2 separate regions of the Gossypium arboreum genome follow, and region 2 is linked to region 1. A link is a contact called in public Hi-C data. All regions are on one chromosome and are shown on one strand. Each heading gives the region's core, a stretch centred on a gene start, on an enhancer-like site or on the middle of the called end of the contact. The rest is flanking DNA. Distances are from core to core; before and after follow the strand shown.

Region 1 (5,497 bases), core at 2,764-5,263:
TATGGAAGATATGATGATGGGAAATAAAAATGGAATGAAATGTAGTTACCTCAAACTCAGTCTGAAATCAAAACACTTGCAAAAATGGCTGGTGGAAGAGAGGGTTAAGGGAGGCATTTTATACATGGAGAGGAGAAAAATGTATAGACAAATGCAAGCTGTTGATAATAAATAAATAAATAAATAAATAAAGTCAAAACACGCAATGCAAAATTAGAGGGAAATGGAGAAAGGGTAATTAATTAGGACCATTTCCAAGGTTTTGAAAGAAGAAAAGCTCAAAAGGGTCTGGCATCGAATAAAAAATTCGAACGACTTTAGTTTAAAGGCATTAAATGGGGAGCTTTGGGGCAGGCGTCGGTGTTGCAACACCCTGCTCCTCAATCCTTATTCCCACTTTGACTTTCTCTCTTTAAATAATACTTTCTCTTATTATCATTTTCAACTCTTTTTTTTTTTTTTAAAGTTAAATAACTTACCAATGTATACGCATAAGGATCAGCAGTAGCGATTTATATGTAATAACAGAGTTTGGATTCATTTCTAATTTGTTTTAAAAAAAAAAAAAAAGGGTTTGTCTTGTTATGGAGGGTTGCATGGGGTGGTGCCGACAGCTCCTCATGTAGCTCGTGGATATCCGCCCCAGTCCCCACGCATTTTATGGGCTGAGCCTTTAAGAAATCCATGCGACTTTTACTTTGGAGGATGAGGTCAACTGAAAACGATTGATTGCACACCCTTCATCAAACACAAATCACTCTGTCGTTAAAAATAAAAATGTTGGTATGCTAAGAGATCGTCTTTAATGACGTTGCCGTTTTATAACCTCTACATTTGTGCCAACTGCACTCATCCATGTATCTATTAATTAATTAATTACTCCAATTTTACTCAAGTAGATCTTTTAAGTAAACAAAATTCATATATATCATATATTATCTTTTTGATTTTTATATACTCTTAACTCTCAGTATTTAAACTTAAAAGTGAAAGTTTATTTACGTTTATATACAATTATTTCAACAATAATAGTGTGAATCAAATTAAGATTTTACCCGCAATATATTTATATTTAGTATATCAGCATATTTAATAATTTTTGACAATTCATATATGTTCACGTGTTTATTTTATTTTCCAAGCATTTTTTTATATTGCAATTTTCTTTTAATTTTTTTTATTTTGTTGATATAAGGATCAACAGGAAAGGGAATGGGAAGGAGATGACTTTGGTTTACGGATGTCAATTCACCTAAAGAGGAAGAGAGTTAAACAAGAACAAGAGGATATATAAATTGAGGATGTGAGTATAAAGTTGTTTAGAGTAACTTTAGGGTGTCTAGTAGTTTGATCCTTTTTACATTGCTTGCTAGGTCTTTATAGAAAAGGTCTTTTTTGTACATTAGATATTCTTGCTTAATGCATAAAAGAAAATCATGGGTGTATACTGTGGGGACTCTATTAATACAAGATTATTATGCTTGAATAGACTCCTTAACATGTCGAGAGTGTGTTCACCCTCTGTCGAGCGGGTGATCTAGTTGAACACCTCTTTAAATCATGATCAATATCGATCCATATTATCTAAGAAGTTGATGCATGTTTACATGACAAAAGGATATAATATATTAATATTTCACTTTTTGAGCATATAGTAATATTTTCTTTATATTGCATTTTTTTTAATTTCAATTTGAGATGAAAGTATGGTTTATTTTATCCATAAACTTTTTCCTAATGGTAACAAAATTAATCTTGTGGAGATTGAAATTCAAGAATTTAAGGAATATAGAGAGCCAATTACATACCAAATTAATATTATTATGTATATTGTGATTCAAGATTGAGATTTATTTATAATTTTTTATAATAATTATTTATTTATAAAATATTATCATTAGAAGTCTACGTAACACATGGAACACCTAGATCTAGATTTAAGTATATAAAAAATATAGGCCAAAAGTCTTTTCCGTTTCATGAGAAAAAGTCCATGATTGTTAGCATAATTTAAGTAATACATGTATATCTGAATATAAAGTCTTAACATTATGGATATATCCTTTATATAAAAAATTATCCCACGACTTTAAAGAAAAAAAAAAGGATTTAATGAGAAATGCATATATTTGATGGATTCATAATTGTCTGAAATAAACAAGAGTTGGATGTTTTGATATATAGAGGAAATAGGCAATGCAATAAAACAAATGTCCAAGTTGAAAGCCGAGATCGTTTGGCTAAGATGTATGTTGAGAGGCAATTAAGGAAGGGGAGCACAAGTTGCGGATAATAGGGCATTGGGATAAGGGAGTGGTCAATCGGCCTGAGCTGTATATCTTGGGATCCAGGAATGAGACAATTGATTATCGGGCAGTGCCGGCGCCAGACATGGCCATTGTCCGCCAATCAATTCCTACTTATTTATTATCAAAGGATAAGGATTCCTTATTATTATAACTCTAGTTTTCAACCATTTTAGCCTCAAAACTCAAAACAGTAAGGCTCCAAACTTTCATCTGCTTCTTATTTTATTTTAATTTTTAATAAAACAGTTCATCTCCCAAGTTTTTATTTTTGTATAATTGAATTAGAAGAAGGAAATTATTTGGCATCGAATCCAATAGCAGAGTCAGAAAATTTTTTGGAGGTGGGGTTGGAATTAAATTTATTTTTACGATAATAAAAATATAATTTTACTATTTTAATATTCTATATATTTATAATATTTAAAAGATTAAATTAAATTTTATTATTTTATGAGAACCAAAGTATAATTTTATTATTACTAATTTAAAAATTTATAAATTATAAAGGGTGTAAATAAAAATTTTCTACTTTAGAAGTTGGGCACAGATGGAACCTGAACTCTCATTCTTTTAAACCAACAACGTAATATTTGTCCCACTGGGTGGGTTAAGATGTTATTCGCAGGTTTTAATATGAGATTGAAAGGAAACAAAATTAGTGTTATTGGGGTGGTTTATTAAAATGATTAGGCTGCTGTTTGTATTTGAAAAGTATATAGAAAGATGTGTGAAATATAATTATATTCAAAATTTTAAAAGTGTTATTAATTTGAAGGTTGATTTCTGGTTAAATATGTGTATTAGATGGATACAAATATTAAAAGTGATGAAAATTTTGAAATATACAACACGTGATACACTAATTGATTTTGAAACATCAACTTATAACCAAATTATCCTTGTTTTCAATTTTATTCTTGTAACATAAAATGCAAATCCTATATTTTATATTACAAGTTGTGAGACCAAACTTAATGTGAATCATTTATTTTAATAACACGTAGATAATTTTGTATCAATTTTTAATTAAATAAAATAAACCTAAAAAAGCTTTAAAAAATGTTCTCATTTCTAATTTTATTTTCAATATTTCTTTAGTAATTTTTACAATTTGTTACTTAAATTTTCTTTTTCAAGAGATGCATGGGTTAGTGAAAATTTTAAATTGTAAAAAAATAAAGTTGATATATTATCTCTTGAATAATTTAAATTATAATGAAATTTTATATATATCATTATCTCACCAATTAAGTGTTAGGTGCAATAACAAATGTTTAAACCATAAATATGATATTATTAAGTGGAATAGCAACAAACCCAAACTTAAATTCCCCTTTTAAATTTAAAAAAATCGATGCCTATATTTTATCAACGAAATTGGATTTGGACCACAATCCGGTCTTCATATTAAAGCTTTAACTATAAAACCAACTTGTTCATATTCAACCACCACAACAAATGTCATGAATTGCATTCTTCAATAAAACGCTGTTTTCAGGATTTCTGGAACAATTACTTAAGTCCCTATCACCCATAGACTTTGAATTTAATTAATACGTGTCTATAGTATAAGTAAAATGTTTTTAGTTGAGCCCAACACTTCAATACAGTCAATTTTGACTATAGAATTGGTACAAGTCCTGTCTGAGAAAGTTCACAAACTGGTTCCACAGATGTGTTGGGCCACATAATCCATCCAAATCTTAGCTACTTGGATGGGTCTTTCTATTTTTCACACATCGAAATAAAACCCAACCAGCCCCCTTCAAAGCCTTGTTTATTTGATTTTAGATACCTATAAGACTTATTTATGGGTTAGATTATTCATTCCAATTCAAAAGTTCACTCAAAATTAGAGAAGATATAATTAAAAATATTAGGTCTAAAAATGTGTTTAAGCAAAAATTTTAGGTTCTTTAAAATATGGGCTGGGCTCGAGCTTAAATATCCAAAACTTGAGCCTGAATTTTTTTTTAAGTTTATAATTCTTTATATTATGTAATTTATAACACATTAAAAAATAAACCTATACTAAATATGTAATACTACTCTAATATAAACATTAAAATAATATTAAGATGATTATATAAAATTTTCAATAAATAAAAAGATATAAAATTATTAAATATTAAATTAAAACAATATAAATATTTTAAAAATTAAAAATAATATGGGTTGGCCTAAATGAGCTTAGGTTAGTCTTTTACAAATATGACAAAATTGGATAAAATTTTAGGCCCATATCTTGATCCGAATCTGATTTAAACAAATATAAAATATATTAATATCATGTTTAGAACTTAATAACCTCTCCTATCACTTAAATTTTTTTTTTTTTTTTGTAAAAAAGTAAAAATAGGGGGAATCTGGAAAGGGGACATAAGGACATAAATTCTAGCAAGCATACTTTTGAAATGCAAGCCACAAGCCCAACAAATAAAAGGCCTAGTGGAGTCTTGTAAGGGAATCCTAGGTGGGAGGGTGGCAAAGATCCGACCACATCGCCGGCCACCCGCCACCTCCCTCTACCTTCCTTCCTACCCTAAATTTCTTCCCATATCTTGTGTTTCAATGTGTTCGGATAACCTTCTCTTTCACTTCAGGCCATATCTTAATTCATTGGAATTTGGAAAGATTTCTCAAAGATTTGACAATGACATTATGTCCGGATAAGCATTTATACATTGCATATAGGCTTAATACTAGTTGAATATCTGAGTTTTGACAAAAAATTTTATTTAAATTTGGTACATTTTTTTAATATGATATTTTTATTTGAAAAAATTATATATTTTGGTATTCAAAGGTAATGGTGTTAATTTTTAGTGTTTAAATTAAAATTTAAAGTTAATTTGATGAAAATATATAATTAGTTAATAATGATAGCAATTAACTTTATCAAATAAACCTTAAAAATCAACTTAAATCAGATCCATCCGACTGTATTTGATAAAATTAAATGTAAAGTTAAAAAATTCACAATTAACACTAAATTTATTTTATTATCAAAATCATGAAAAATTCAAACATAATAATATTAACAATTAACTTTCATCAAATCAGTCTTTAAATCTGAATTAAACACCAAAATTAACACCGTTACCTTTGTGTATCAAAATATATAATGTTTGCCAAATACAAGTATCAAATTAGACCAAAAATAAAAATACATCATATTAAAAAAACAA
Region 2 (5,265 bases), core at 2,735-5,234, 62 kb after region 1:
TAGGTTACTTTATGGTGGAATCATTAGTCATAAAGCATGATAATAATTAATTAGGACGATGCATGTTAAATCCCATATGCCTTTTCAAAGCTTTCGACATTGGAGACGAATGTACTTTTGATTTTAAGTGAAAATTAAAGGAAGAAAAAGGTTGGGTTTAGTAGACTTTAGACATCTTAATTCTTAATTAATCAGCCTTTCGGAGATATATAAATAGGAAGTACGTACCACCAGTTTTCTTCTTCTTTTTTTACAAAAAAAACATTAAAAATTATGATTCCTCGCGTCAACTCAGAATTTGTTCATCCACTTGCCATTTGCTATTTCAACTTCTGTTTTTTTTTTTTTTAATATTTTCTATTTTTGTTTATGACTATTTCTAAAATTGGATATGTTCAACATTCATTGAAAATTTGGATTAAAATTAGTTTTCGTGTTGTCTATTTAATTTTAATCTAATCTAATTGATATTATTGACAATACAAAAGAAATTAAAAAATGCGAAACAGAGGAATGAAGTATAAGCTTTAATTCTCTAATTTTCTCCTTTCTTCTTCTACTTGAGTTTTTATCAATGCTTTAGTTTTACTATGAATCCGCGCATTCTTTACATGATATCAGAGCTTGCTTAATGGTTATCTTCATCATGCTTTCGTCTATCTTCTAGTCTTTTTTTTCTTTCTATTGTTCTACAATCCCCAATTTATGTGTTGGAAAATTAGGTTTTGTTAGACAATGAAATTTTAAAATTTTTATAAAATCGAATTTTGGTTTTGATATTTATAGTAATCAATTTCACAAAATTTAGTACATGTGTTTTTGAGTTTGAGAGATTCATCAAATCTTTTATCTAACATCTAAATTTTTCTAACTTTCAACCAAATGATCTTCTCTGCTATTCCCAAAAGATGCTTAGAGAGTGGGCTCTATTTAAAGAATCATACATAGAATAAAAACCGAGACTTTCTAGTGGGGAAAGTCAACTTTTTCCATCAGAAATCTAAAGCCCAAAAATTTAATCTCACAAATTTCAATTATAATTGCCATGAAATTTTCAATTATAACCTCACAAATTTGAACTTAGAAGTGCTCACCAAAATTAGAATTTATTTGAGTTCAATAAAATAACCCAAATAAATTTTTACTAAAATTCAAAAAGTATTCTCATATTTATATATATATTTGAGAGTATTTTAACAATTCCTAATCCTTATTTATAAGGAAAAACCACAAGACTTCTACTAGAATAAGAAAAGGGAAAAAATATTTTAATAAAAAATTAGAATCTTACTAGAACTCCGAAGAGGTGGATGGCACACCATGCGGCACACACACTGAGAACCCTTCATGGTGTGCCACCCACTTGCCCATATATTGAGTTGTTTGGGTCTTTCATGTATTAAGTTCAATTATATGTATAGTCTAGTTATAAATTAAATTAAAACAATCTCATATAGTTATTCATCTCAATAATCTATTTTTATTCTCAAAATATTAATTAATTAATTAATCCAGTTATTTTTTCAATCCAATTCCAATTTCGTCAAGTTATGATGACTTTGCCATATTAGAATTTATGAGTAAATCATTGTTATTATCTTATGTAATAAAACTATAATAACTAATTAATTTAATTTTCCTTTAGACTCAAATATTTAATTACATTCAATTAAATAAAAATCCAAAAAATTAAATTAAATTTTAAGCGATCTCTTACACATTTGAGAAAAAAACATTCATGCAATCTGTTTCTCAAACATTGTTTTCATCCATTCTTCATAATGATTCTTATTAGTAATCGACATAGTTATATTGAACTAGCGAAAAGATCAATCGACATATATAATTAGGACTTAAATAATTTGTACTTAAGTTACTGATTCTTTATTTATTAATCACAAATTATTTAGTCATAAAGTTAATCCACTAAAAATACCATGATTAATCTCCCTATTATATATCATTATGAAAACAACTTAGATTTGCGCTTTTGTCCATTGACCTTTTCATTTGTCTGTTACTCTCATAAAATATCATTTATCCATTTGGCATATAGTTCGTTTACCTAATTCGATTTTATTTTATCTCATGGTCACAGTTGCATATTTTACAATAAAAAAGACTATCGTAACAAATAGTAATGATAATCATTTGTTCATGATGAATGACCCACAACCACGTTCCTTTATTATAATTCATATAGTGCTAGTGAGAGAATATCATTTACTCTTTAACTAAGCCATAAATTCTATTTTTATAAGTGAAATCATGTCATACATAAATCATGCATAGAATATCGCTCGTTTTTATGATGTTGCGTATACCATTTACAGTAGTAAGCTTCATTAATGATAACTTTGTCATTAAAATGCTAGCTAGGGTTTTATGTTCAATGAACCCTTGACATTTTTACACTTTCCAATTAAACTATGTATACTAGCAGAAATTTTAGTCTTTATGAGCATCATATTGAGGCGATTTGATTACTCCCATCATTCATAGAGAGCAATTCCAAGTTGAGATTTAAATATGAATCCTAAAACAAATAAAAGTTGCTTATGGGATAAGTTCTATTTAAATATTTATACTTAAGCTTTATGATAAAACTATTCAATTAGATCCTTTTCCTTAATTCCTATTTTATTATTCCATCTAATTAATCATAAAAATATTTTGATATAAAATTTATTATATTTCACATGATTAAGCGTGATGTCATATTAATTTAAGAATACTTAATATTTTTTTTAAAATAATCAACTTTTAATTATTCAATTATATTAATCACAAACAATCTAATTTTATACATAAAATATATCAACATATAATAAGGAGGCTTAAATAAAGCTTATGGACACAAATACGAGGATAACATTAAGTTTTACTTAATTATGCATAAAATTAAGCCTTGATCAAACGTTTCAAATTTTCTAAAAATATGTGCAACTTTTCATTTAATTTTACTCAACTCAATTCGAATATGATTTTATTAATCTAATTATTTTTATTATATACAAAACTTAAAAATCAAGATAGAAAGCAAATTTTGGTTTTGAGATCAACAATTAGATAACTCTAAATAATTTTTATGTAAATATAAATATAAGATGAAATTTTAAGTAAATGTGAAGAGAAATTTAACCTCTATGTTTAAATTTTTTAAGCATATCATTACTTCTCCATCAAAAACTTAGTTGTACATTTGATAGGACTCCTTGTTTATAAACAAAACAATTTATCACTTATTAATTTCCTTAATTTAAAAGTAAGAATGCCTTTAAAATTATAACTCTAAACCAAATATCATTAGGAAAGTATAATTTTGAGTATATTTGTGGCTTAAAATAAATGGTGTGGATTTAAATTGAGAAAGAGTTGTCCCTCCTTGGGGTCGCTACCACCCCATTTGCTCTTTCAAGAGAAGTTCACTAATTACACTTGAAAGCTTTGGTTTAACAAATATTGTGAGTCCAATGATGCTTAGACTTGCATATTCTTATAAATTTATGTTATCCTAAAATATTCCAGTGAATCATATAAGAAATGATTTTTTATATTATTCAAGTTATAAATTAAATGAAAAAATGGAATCATTTAAATAATAATCATATCAAATTTACTAAAACTAAATGCAACACGAATATTGTTAAATGAAGGTAGAAATTAGAATGTTAAGCAAAAGCAGTGACTCGCATTTATTGTATTATTAAAATCCGTAATGATGTGGAATACTGAACATGTTTTTTTTTTTTTTGTGACATGATAAACTCGCAAGAAGAAAATACAAACTCGCAAGAAGAAAATAAAAAAAAAACTTTGACTATGTTAACCAAATCATAGTTGAGAGGATAACACCACTTTAAACTTTTGATTTTGTTTGTTTAATCATCAACTTTTGTAATAAAAGGAAAAACTTGGAAAGGAGTGGAGGAGTCTGTTAATGGGGTCCATTGGACATGATTCCCAAGCCTTTCTACCCTCCTACAAATACCCCCTTCCCATTGCCATTTGCCACCATCAAACATCAATCCACACTCATTTCCCCTCCTCTTAACCCACCTTCTTCACTTCACTAATCTCATAATACAAGCAAAAGCACTCCTTCCGAGGTCTTGAAAGACCTCTGTTGGATGCTATTGCTAGCTATTTTCTCTTAAAACCAAACAACAACAGGTAATTTCACCTATATCCATACATTGTAGAGATACGTGTATTTTGGTATATGCTGCTACATGCATGTTTCTTGGGAACTTGTTATTTGTTGTTTAGCTTTAGCTATTTCCTAAGCTGTTTTGTTTTGTTAAATGTGTAGATAAAAATTCCAGTACCAACAGCGTGGGTATTAATAGTTGGAGATGTCTGCCTCACTTAGCAAGAGCTTTCTATTATCTTCAGCTGAAGAGGTCATGGATTCCAAGAAGCAAGGCATAGTATCCATTCTGGGATCGGATGCTGAGAGACCCACCAAAGCTACTTCACTTAGAAGAACTCTGTCTGCCGATATGTCGTCCCGGAAATGGCTGTCTCCCCTGAAAAAGAGTCCATCATCCCAAGAATTCCCTGTTCCTTCTTCATCTGAAGGAGAAGAGGAGGAAAATGAAGCACCAGATCAATCCCATATCTGGGCTTCAATTCGACATGAAAAGAAGCAACCTCAAAACCCTTCCCAGTTCGATATATGGAGCTCAATCATATCACAAAAGGCTGAACAAGAGTCTTTCAAGTCATCCCCACCTTATATTCACCCTCTTGTGAAACGATCCACCAGTTGTTTAAGCGAGAAAAGCCTTGAAATCTGCACTGAGAGGCTTGGTTCTGAGACTGGCTCTGATGGGTTCTCTTCAGAAACTGGTGAGGTGGAGGAAGATCAACATCTGCAACACCAAAAGCAAGAAACACTAGAACCCATGATGATGCCTTGTTTCCATGGTGAAAAGGCGACAACTGTGAAATACAGCTATGATGCTGGCAAGAAATCGTCAAACCCATCATTTCCGCCACCGATTCCTTCCCTTTCTGGCAAAGGTGGAGCATCGAGGCGCTTGAAGACTCATCGTGATAATGGTAAATTGGTTATTGAAGCTGTTTCAATGCCTTCATTGAACAACTTCCTAGCTCAACGCCAAGACGGCCGCCTTGTCCTCACTTTTGCCAATACCACTGCTCCTAGTCAAGCACAAGAAGAAGAAAGTAAGGAGGTAGGAGAGTTGGAAGAAGAGTTTGAAAACTTTGGAGAGAAAGAAAGTGAAATAGGCATTGATGATG

The links. A called contact is a pair of places that touch in the nucleus more often than the background predicts.
Region 2: a contact with region 1 is called in a Hi-C map of leaf, with 4 times the contacts expected there. The contact joins the promoter of LOC108460277 here to the enhancer-like site in region 1. A contact is called at or near these places in 3 of 5 Hi-C or Micro-C datasets (all in leaf).

Annotation. Positions count from the first base shown.
Region 1 is chr9:71,010,633-71,016,129 of ASM2569848v2, forward strand. It overlaps LOC108459592 (E3 ubiquitin-protein ligase PUB23-like), which reads right to left and starts at 130. Exons shown (of 1, transcript XM_017758994.2): 1 at 1-130. Within about 2 kb of position 4,014, at least 1 of the 2 cell types and tissues checked has an H3K27ac peak or open chromatin away from gene starts, as enhancers often do. A contact at or near this core is called in leaf, where this site is marked.
Region 2 is chr9:71,072,299-71,077,563 of ASM2569848v2, forward strand. It overlaps LOC108460277 (protein FAF-like, chloroplastic), which reads left to right and starts at 3,985. Exons shown (of 2, transcript XM_017759715.2): 1 at 3,985-4,173; 2 at 4,313-5,265. The coding sequence starts at 4,356.